2 separate regions of the Astyanax mexicanus genome follow, and region 1 is linked to region 2. The links are chromatin contacts, called in public Hi-C maps. All regions are on one chromosome and are shown on one strand. Each heading gives the region's core, a stretch centred on a gene start, on an enhancer-like site or on the middle of the called end of the contact. The rest is flanking DNA. Distances are from core to core; before and after follow the strand shown.

What was found. Hi-C and Micro-C count contacts between places; a contact is called where the count stands out from the background.
Region 1: a contact with region 2 is called in a Hi-C map of muscle, with 6 times the contacts expected there. The contact joins the promoter of rnf150a here to the enhancer-like site in region 2. A contact is called at or near these places in 2 of 3 Hi-C or Micro-C datasets (both in muscle).

What each region holds. Positions count from the first base shown.
Region 1 is chr7:48,095,940-48,100,819 of AstMex3_surface, forward strand. rnf150a (ring finger protein 150a) reads right to left here and starts at 1,673. Exons shown (of 7, transcript XM_007253700.4): 1 at 927-1,673. The coding sequence starts at 1,383. It overlaps znf330 (zinc finger protein 330), which reads left to right and starts at 4,268. Exons shown (of 10, transcript XM_007253699.4): 1 at 4,268-4,364.
Region 2 is chr7:48,056,007-48,061,121 of AstMex3_surface, forward strand. All of the region lies in intron 6 of rnf150a (ring finger protein 150a), which reads right to left. Among protein-coding and RNA genes, the nearest start is that of tbc1d9, 38 kb to the left of the region's middle. Within about 2 kb of position 3,840, the one cell type or tissue checked has an H3K27ac peak away from gene starts, as active enhancers do.

The sequences.
Region 1 (4,880 bases), core at 423-2,922, 38 kb after region 2:
GTAATTAGTTATTATGTAAACAATAACACACATTACACTTATCGTGCAATATATGCAAATGATCTCACTAATTATGGCTCATTATAAGCACTAAAATAATGATAATATTAGCTTTATTGAGCAATTTAAATAAGTAGAATAAAACTATATATGTAAGATATAGTTTATCACAATTACTTCTGGAACAGTACATCGTTCATATAAAAATATAATTACCAAGACTTATGTGCACATTTTATTTATAGCTTAAATTAAAATAAACACAACAAATCTTATTTACAGTGTTTTCCCATCTCATAGACTGACTAAAACACTTTTTCTAATGAGATATGAAGCAAATGAAGCCCAGTCTTAATTGGGTGCCAAACTCCAGCTCATATCTGAAGAAGTAAACAGTAGTTATGTAAATAAAAACACACATTACATTGTTATGTAAGACTTATCATACAATATATGGACATGTCCTTACTAATTATTGCTGACCTGATACATTGATCATTTAAGTGTTTTTAACAAGAAAAGTGCAATAATATAAATGAAGCACTAAGATAATGATAATATTAGCTTTATTGAGCTATTTACATGGGTGACATAGAAATGACCATAATATATTTCACCACAATTACTTTATATAATTAAGATGTAATTACCAGGCCTAATATGCACATTTAAAAACACAACAAATCTTATTTACCCAATTTTACATTCTCATAGATTGACAAAAACTTTTTCCATTCTTAACTGGATGACACTGACCTCCACTATTAGCATCCAAACCCCAGCTCATATCTGAAGAAGTAAACTTCAGACCCCTCAAATACCTACCAAGCTTTAGATTACAGACATAAAGGAACAAAATGTGATAATTTTATTTTTGGGTTGAAGTCCCCCTTTAAAAGGTTGCCAGATGTAGCGTTATTCCCTACCTTGGTGAGGCATGGTTATGGTCTCGTTGGAGTTGCTGGAGCCCACGTTGAAGATGACCACAGCCGAGGCGTTAAGGCTCGCTGCCAGCCGGATCTTCTCCCGGTACGTGCAGTTCCCCCGGGCTATAAGCGCGATCCAGGGGCCCTGGTGCTCCCGGCTGACGGGGAACCTGGTGCCGCTGTCGCAGGCCTGCCGGTCGTGTCCGCTGGCGGGCAGCAGCACGGTGCCCCGGGCCTCCCGCTTAGGGGAATGCTCGCCGTACCGCCCGCACTCGGTCTTCTCCGTCCGGAGCTCGGAGGTCACCGGGTCCACGTAGGTGATGTTTACAAAAGCCGTGTACCACTCCTCCTTCTCGGCCACAGTGAAGTCCAGGCACAGCAGGTGGACAAAGCAGAAGGACAGAAGCCCCGTCGACAGAGCCAGGCTGCGGCACGCTTTCACCAGCGACACGGCCATGCTGCTCCAGCCGCCGACGGATCACCCCTAGTCCGGCTTACTAACTCAGCCTGCCCGCCCTCACTGCCCGAAGCTCCGCGGAGGGAATAAAAGCTTCACTTCCAAACTGTCTGATTCACTGATCTGACCTTAAACCAAGCTCTCAAACTACTTCTAACTCAAAATAAACAAACAAACACGAAATAAACACAAAATATCCTAAACCCAGAAGCTCATCCCACCACTGATCTCTCGACCCACGGTGTCTCTGTGTGTGTTATTGTGGCTCAGCTGCTACAGACGCGAATCTCTCGGCTCTTGTGAATCGAATCTTTTAAATGAATCACTCTAAATGACTCAGAAATGATCATGACTGTATACAGCTCTTTCCGAATCAGTTTATCTGATTTTGCTGTTTATAGATATATGTTTAAGCAAAATGAACATTGTTGTTTTATTTTATAAACTAAGCACAACATTTATAAATATAGTCATTTAGAGCATTTATTTGCAGAAAATGAGAATTGCCTGAAATAACAAAAAAAGTTCAGAAATCAATATTTGGTGTAATAACCCTGGGTTTTAATTATAGTTTTCAAGCATCTTGGCATGTTCTCAGTCTTACACACTGCTTTTGGATAACTTTATGCCACTCAAAAAAATCACCAAAAAAATCAAGCAGTTCAGCTTGGTTTGATGGCTTATGATTATCCATCTTCCTCTTGATTATTCCAAAGGTTTTCAATATGGGAAAATTAAAGAATATTTTAAAGTTTTCACTTAGTTTTTTTTAAGAGTTGTAGTCTTTTCTGGCATTTAGACTTTAGAGACGATTTACAGTAAAGTTCAACATATAATGTATAATGTATTTATTTTTTATTTATTTATTGTCTATTCATATGTATTATTTATTTATATTTCACTATTTATATTTTAAATATTTCAGACTACAGAGAAATCATATTTTTACAGCTTAATCCCATGTTATTCCCTTTGGTTGACCTAGAGTTGCAGACGTTTTTAACAGATCTATTTCTATACAAAAATTTATTTAGATTTTTTTTAAGTTAGTTTAAATATGATATGTCATCAGAGATGTCTGGCCAACTTAAGCTTTACCTCAGCTAAGCATCTGTAATGTTTGCATTACTTTTTTATTCTTTTAATTATAATTTCGTATAACTTTTTTTAAATGTATAATAAATACATTTCTATGTAAAGCACAATAAGTAAAATGAATATAAAGGTAAATCAAACAATGTATTTATAATTAGCAATTTACAGTTATTAGCTATTATTATGCAGTATGTCAATTTATTATAAACATGTCGTTGTGTTGGTCTGTAATTTTGTATTGCATCTTTCAATTCTTTGTTTAATTAATTAATAAGTTGAGGCTACATAATAATATATTTTTACCACAAAACCATAAGGTCTCAAGATATTCTAATGTACTCTATACGAACCACCAAAATTAATACATAGATGTCACATAATAAAATGTTGAGGTCAGACACAGATGTTAAAGTCACAAGATCATAAAAATCAACAAAAAGACAATTGAAAAGTTCTTATTCAGCTAAATGCAGAAAGACTATATGTCTATTTAGTTTATTTATATGTGAACAGAGTAGTACAGAGTAAAAATAGAAAGTCAATGTTATAAACGCTTTAAAAGCTTCAGTTTGTTGCTGGATGTGAGGAATCTAAATATAAAGGAGCTGAGGTGGGAGAAATCCTCTGTGCTGAAAGCGGAGGAGCTGAGGAAAAGGCTGACCTGTGGTTCAATAAATCACAAATCAGATTTAAGATTCAATTTGGGCAGTTTAAAAGAATCGGTTCAGTAAAGTGAATCAAAGCAAATCGTCACAACATAGGAGGTTGCCAGTTATTTCACAGTAAGTACTTGGTTTGTTTTTAAGAAAACACAACGCTGAGGATGGTTTTTACAACACATGGCAACCCGGATAGTCTGACGCGCCTTTTGCGTAATAAAGCGCCCCGCCTGCTGGAGCGGAGTACAACAAACTCGAGTTCTGTGATTTATTTTAATGATCTTATAAATGACAGATAAGCATATAAAATAAAATGTTTTCCATCTATGTGGCTTTTAACGTTTCCTGACCTAACATGAGAAGATGTTCTATTTTTTCCATCTTTTTTTTGGCACACAAAAGAAAAAAACTCATATACAATATTATAGTAGTGTTGTAAAAAAATTTAATAAATATATAATTATAATCCTTATTTTTGTATCACCTTGAACAACAAAATAACTAAATAGGTACCCGTAATAATAACTAAACAATGGGTACCCTTAAAAAAAAACATTTTATTTTCACAGAACACGTATATACAGTATTTTTTTATAATTGTTTTTTTATTTGCTATTTATTTACTATTCATAAGATTTTATTACTGTTTATTTGCTTTTTATTTGCTTTATATTTACTATTTAATTACAATTTATTTACGTTTTGTTTGCTATTTATTTGTTATTTATTTACAATCTCTTTACTATTTATTTACTTTTTATTTGCTATTTATTTACTGTTTGTTTACTATTTATTTACTATTTAATTACAATTTATGTACTTTTTATTTTCTATTTATTTACAATCTGTTTACTATTTATTTGCTATTTATTATTTATTTACTATTTATTTAATATCCGTTTACTATTTATTTGCTTTATATTTGCTATTTATTTACTATCTGTTTACTATTTGTTTGCTATTTATTTATTTATTTTTTTATTCCCTGACACTGCTGTTCTGTCCTGTGTTCTGCTGTTGCTGTAGATTTTCCCGCTGTGGGATTAATAAGGACTTATTTTATTTTATCTTATTTTATTTTATCTTATTTTATCTTATCTAATTTTAACTGTTGAACACAGGCAGTTGCGGGGTGGGAACTGATGTGTGGCGGGTCCGGGTTTCTGCACGGAGCTTGTCGACGGGCTGAGGAGTGAGACAGGCGGCTGGAGTGAGTTGGTTTGCGGGGTGAGTTGTGTTTTAGGCGTTTCTCTGTTTATTAAAGGTGTTTTACTGTTATTATTAGTGCTGGTAGTGTTTAGTGCAGGTAATGCTGCACTGTGGGCGGCTGTTAGAGGCCCAGCTTTACTAGCTTCACTGCTTTAACTCTTTAATCTGGAGTTAACTCGTGTTTTCCGCTCCACCTTAATAAACTGCTAACTAACGTTACACTGTTTAAGGTGGACTGAAGAAAACTGTGGGGCTCATTAACAGGTGAGGCTCTGATTGTGTGAAACGAGATGCTGAAGGTTTTCTGCGCTCAGCCGTTTAACGTTAGTTTAGTTTAGTTGAGTTTAATTCAGTTTTGCAAAATGTACACTACACACACACACACACACACACACACACACACACACACACACACACACACACACACACACACACACACACAAGAAATAAGTAAAAATGTATAATAAAGTAAATACACACAGAAGAAGTCTTGCATTTAAACAAATCAATACAAACCAAAAAGCTTCGGAGCTT
Region 2 (5,115 bases), core at 2,590-5,089:
TGAATCATTTTGCAAGCCACTGTACTATTTCCTGTCGTATGATATTTGGTACATGTCGGTGTTTAGAGAATTTTCTTGAAGAATAAAAACAAATCAGCTCCTACTCCTGTATAAATTCACTAACATGACCAATACAAGTGTAAAAGGGAGAATGAGGCCAGGCTGTGCTTTTACAGTGTCCACATCCATTTCTGCTGCAGCCAGAAAAAAGTTATCTGACCTACATCTCTACGACCCAAAATATCCCAGAACAAACAGGACACTGGAGAGTCAGAGAACAGGAGGAAATACTGGAACCCTGATCAAAAGGAAACTCAGATTCCTGATAACTTCAACACAAAGATCAAGGGTTAGCTTTAAGAGTGTGAGGAGGTCATGTGACTGCTTCAAAAGCTAGAATAACATTGTTCACTCAGTTTATAAAAGGTATAAATGAATGAGTTACACTTATATAGAGCTTATACACTGCCTGGCCAAAAAAAAAATACACTATGATATTTAGTTGGACCGCCTTTAGCTTTGATTGAGGCACACATTCACTGTGGCATTGTTTTGATAAGCTTCTGTAATGTCACAAAATTAATTCAAATCCAGTGTTGCTGGATTAATTTTTACCAAGATCTTGCAGCAGCATTGATGATGGTAGAGTCTGACCCCTGCACAAAGTCTCTCTTTTACCAGCACATCCCAAAGATTCTCAATGAGGTTAAGATCTGTAGCTTTTATCTCTCTCTTGTAACATGTAAAGTTGCTGTTTTGGATATTACTTGATTTTTATTGGACAGCGATGATATTATCTATTTCAAATTGAGTCCCTTTAAGCAGACAATCATATTCAGACCAAAATAACTATGACTCTGCCTATTCAAGCAATATTCTACACCATTGGCGTATGAACTGGGGGAACCCAAAAATGATACCGCAGAAAAAAACTGAAATTTATTTAAAATAAATGTATTTTGAAAGCGTGCTGTGTTTGTTGTTAGCAGCTGGCTCTGGTTGTTATGTGGTCTTTCACTAGGCTTATATCACAATATACTGCAATAAAAAACGACTTTGGGTTATCTAACGTTTATATTAACTGCTGTTACATTCTTTTTCATAATAGAATAACATTGTAAGAAATGCTTTCAGTAGAAAAAATTACATTAAAAACACAGGACCCAACGCTACTGAGTTTTTTTAACAAAGAGAGGAGAAAATATAAGTATACAACAGAATTGACATGTCAATACATAATAATAATAATAATAATAATAATAATAATAACAGCTAAATCTGTTATATTATTTTAAATAATAGGTAATAACTGATCAGTTTCTGTCATATATATTTATATATAATTCAGCCATTGCACACAATTTATAGTTACACAACATTAACTATAATGTGGAGTAATATGTTTAGGTTGTAAAGTGACCTTTAGTTGGATTTAACTAATTATAAACAGATTATAACTTAAAATTATTTTTTTTTATGATTACATGTAATTTCACTAATGTTGTTCTAAGTCACTATAAGGTGGGTTTTGATTCATATTAGCAAATGTGCCCCCCAATGTCAAACCCGCTCCTACGCCTTTGGTCTACACCATGTGAAGAAAGTAACTGCTGTTATCATCATCAAAAGCATGCGCTATTTTATGCTAGATTTATTATACGGGCTGATTAGATGTATTCATTTTTTGTCTCTTTTTAAAACGCTTTTATGCTAATATCATCTGCACACCCACTCTCCCTTTCTCCATCAATAGACTGAACGTTAAAACATGGAGAAAACACTGCCCCATTACACTGATGATAGTGAACAAAGTAAGAGACAGCAGGATTTCACCACTAGAGGTCAGAATGAGCCACATTTACACACTTAGTATTCACTTTTCACTAAAAGTCTTTAGTATAAAGGGCTAAAACTCAGTACTTCTAAATCATCAGTTTCTCCCAGTTTAATGTTCTTTAGTTTAGTTTTCCAAACTGAACAAGGGGATCTACAGCAGTATCTCCCACACAGCCCACACCAGTCTTTGACGTGTGATTATCATCTGAGGCTTCAGAGGAGCTCCAGGTCAGTGATGGACCACAGTTATCTGTTATAAATGATTACAGGCAAGAACAACACACACACACACACACACACACACACACACACACACACACACACACACACACACACACACACACACACACACACACACACACACACACACACACACACACACACACACACACACACACACACACACACACACACACACACACACACACACACACACACACACACACTCCTGTATGTATATCTGTTATCAGTGCAGCTTGTTATTCAGGCCTGTTTGAACTCTATAATCTACACCAGCACAGAGCACAGTTTGCTTAAACGGGAGGAAGAGGCTTCCAGAGGGGTTTAACACACTACAAAAACTTGTATCTCCGAAATAGCAAACACTAAAAGCTAAGAAAGATTTTTTTTTCTTTTTCAAAGTATTTTTTAGGGCATTTCCATTGGTCTAATCATAAAAAAGTAACACAATCGCATGCTGAATTACTATGTGAATTAAAAACACAACACTACCACTCCTTTTTGCATCCTGGCCATCACTGCCAGTCAAATGAGGCCTAAACCAGTCAACTTAGCATATAGTGTGTTAATGGGAGGTAGCAGGAAACCGAAACACCTGGAAGAGACCCACACCGACCTGATAACACCACACCACTTACAAACTGAGCTTGGCATGTCACAGTAAGTATTTGATCAACAATATCATACAACACATGAACCTCTATTTTACTAACATTGATATTGCCCATTTCTTTTCTTTGTTTTTTTTTTATTCAGGGTTGATAAATACAAATACAATATTCCACCAGATACCATGTGCTAAGACCCTAGCTACTAAAAGGAAAAAACACTGTTCACCAGGCCACTTAGTATCTAGTGCTCACCAAATAGTATCTTGTGCTCACCACATACTACCTGCTGCCCACTATATAGTATATTGTGCTCATATTACATAGTATCTGCTGCTTACTACATAGTCTCTACGTTGTATTTGGTGTTATTTACGTAATACCTGGTGCTCATTCCATAGTATCTGGTGCTCACTACATGTTTTCTGCTGTTACCACATAGTATCTTGTGCTCATCACATAGTATTTTGTGCTCACAGCATAGTACCTGGTGCTCATCGCATAGTATTTGATGTTTATCACATAGCACCTGGTGCACACTGCATAGTATCTGGTGCTCACCACTTAGTATCGTGTTTACCACATAGTACCTGATGCTCACTACATAATATCTGGTGCTCACCAGTATCTTGTATTCACTACATAGTACTTGTTGCTTATTACATAGAACCTTATGCTTAATACAAAGTATATTGTGCTCACTACATAGTATTTCGTGCTTATTACATAGTAACTGGTGCCCACTACATATTATCTACTGCTTATAACATAGTAGCTGGTCCTCATTGCATAGTATCTGGAGCTTACCACGTGTTTGTACTCACTATATAGTATCTGGGGCTCACTACATAAAATACTGTTAAAATTACAGTAATATAATTTATCTTAATTACTTTTGGACAATATACCGTCCAAAGATGATTATTATTATATTACAGTTAATAATTATTGTAACAGACCCACTGAAAGCTTATGTACGCTGAACACAGCTCAGCTCTCACACCCTGGCTTTATGGTACAATAGATTTACTGAAGAAAAGCTGAGGATCTGAACAGAGACATTTGTTCTAGAGGAAACTTTCAGAACAGCAGGGATCCATCCAAACACTGACGTGATCCCAGCTGCCTCCCGACCCCTCCCGGCCCCTCCCTTTCCTCCCTATTTGCTCCTTAAAGGTGGAGGAAATGTGGCCTGATGGGAAATGTTACAGGAATGTGAGCAGTGCTGTGGAGGCTCCATTTTAGAGCCGCTGAAGGGATTCAGGACTGCAGATGAAGATGAAGCAGTGCGAGTGTGTGTGTGTGTGTGTGTGTGTGTGTGTGTGTGTGTGTGATGTTACCATGGAAACCCCTCCAGGTGTCCTGTTTGGCTGCTGAGGTCAGACAATGCAGAATCCCAGTGTTAGGTCTCTTATGCTTCTAAAAGCTCTGAATTACTTCCTTACACACTTAAACACTAACACACACACACACACGCCTGGGCTTAGAAGCATGTTTGGATGCCAGAAGGAGTTATGCAAAGTGGATGCCACAGTGACGTACATAAACCATTAAACCCAACAGTAAAACAGAGCGGAATTTCGTACCACAGTGAATGTGGAGGCGGAGTGCAAAAAAGTTTGATATTGCAGCCATTTGTCATTTAAAGTGGTGCTCTTTTAAAATAGCAGTCCAAAAGTTGTTTTTCTTTTAAATAGAAAGCAGTAGTATTCCTGAGTGGGGGATGAAATGTCCAAAATATGATATAACAAATGCTGTTAGCATGCTACTGCAACCATCCCAGCAGATTTTAATAGATTCATTCTATAAACAGAGAGGTTTAGTAGGTTTTGGTGGGATTTTTTCTGACCTTTATTTAAAGCCCTAAGGTTTTATGTCAATCAAAAATATAGAAAACACTAAATACTGTGATACTATATAATACTGATATAATAATAATACTATGCAATACTGTGATATACAGTGAAACAATCTTTAAAAAAGTGTGCTATACATTTTTGGTCACAGTGCCAAGCACTAAATGAATGTACAATGTGTTACAACCTATTTGACTTTAGTTTTTATTCCTTACAGCCAATGATAACCCAAAATCAGTGTTTTAGAAAATATATAGCTATAGAATATTATATAAGACCAATTGGTACCTTTGGCAGTGTGGGCAGTGTGTCAAGTCCTGCTGGAAAATGAAATCTGTGTCTCCATAAAAGTTGTCAGCAGAGGGAAGGATGAAGTGCTGTAAAATTTTGTGGGAAAACAAAACTGCACTGACTTTAGACTTGATAATAAAACACAGTGGATCAACACCAGCAGATGGCATGTCTCTCCAAACCATCACTGATTGTTGAACTGGGTGTCTCTCCATTCTTCCTCCAGACTCTGGTCCCTTGATTTCCAAATGAAGTTTAAAATTTACTGATGATCAGTGATGGTT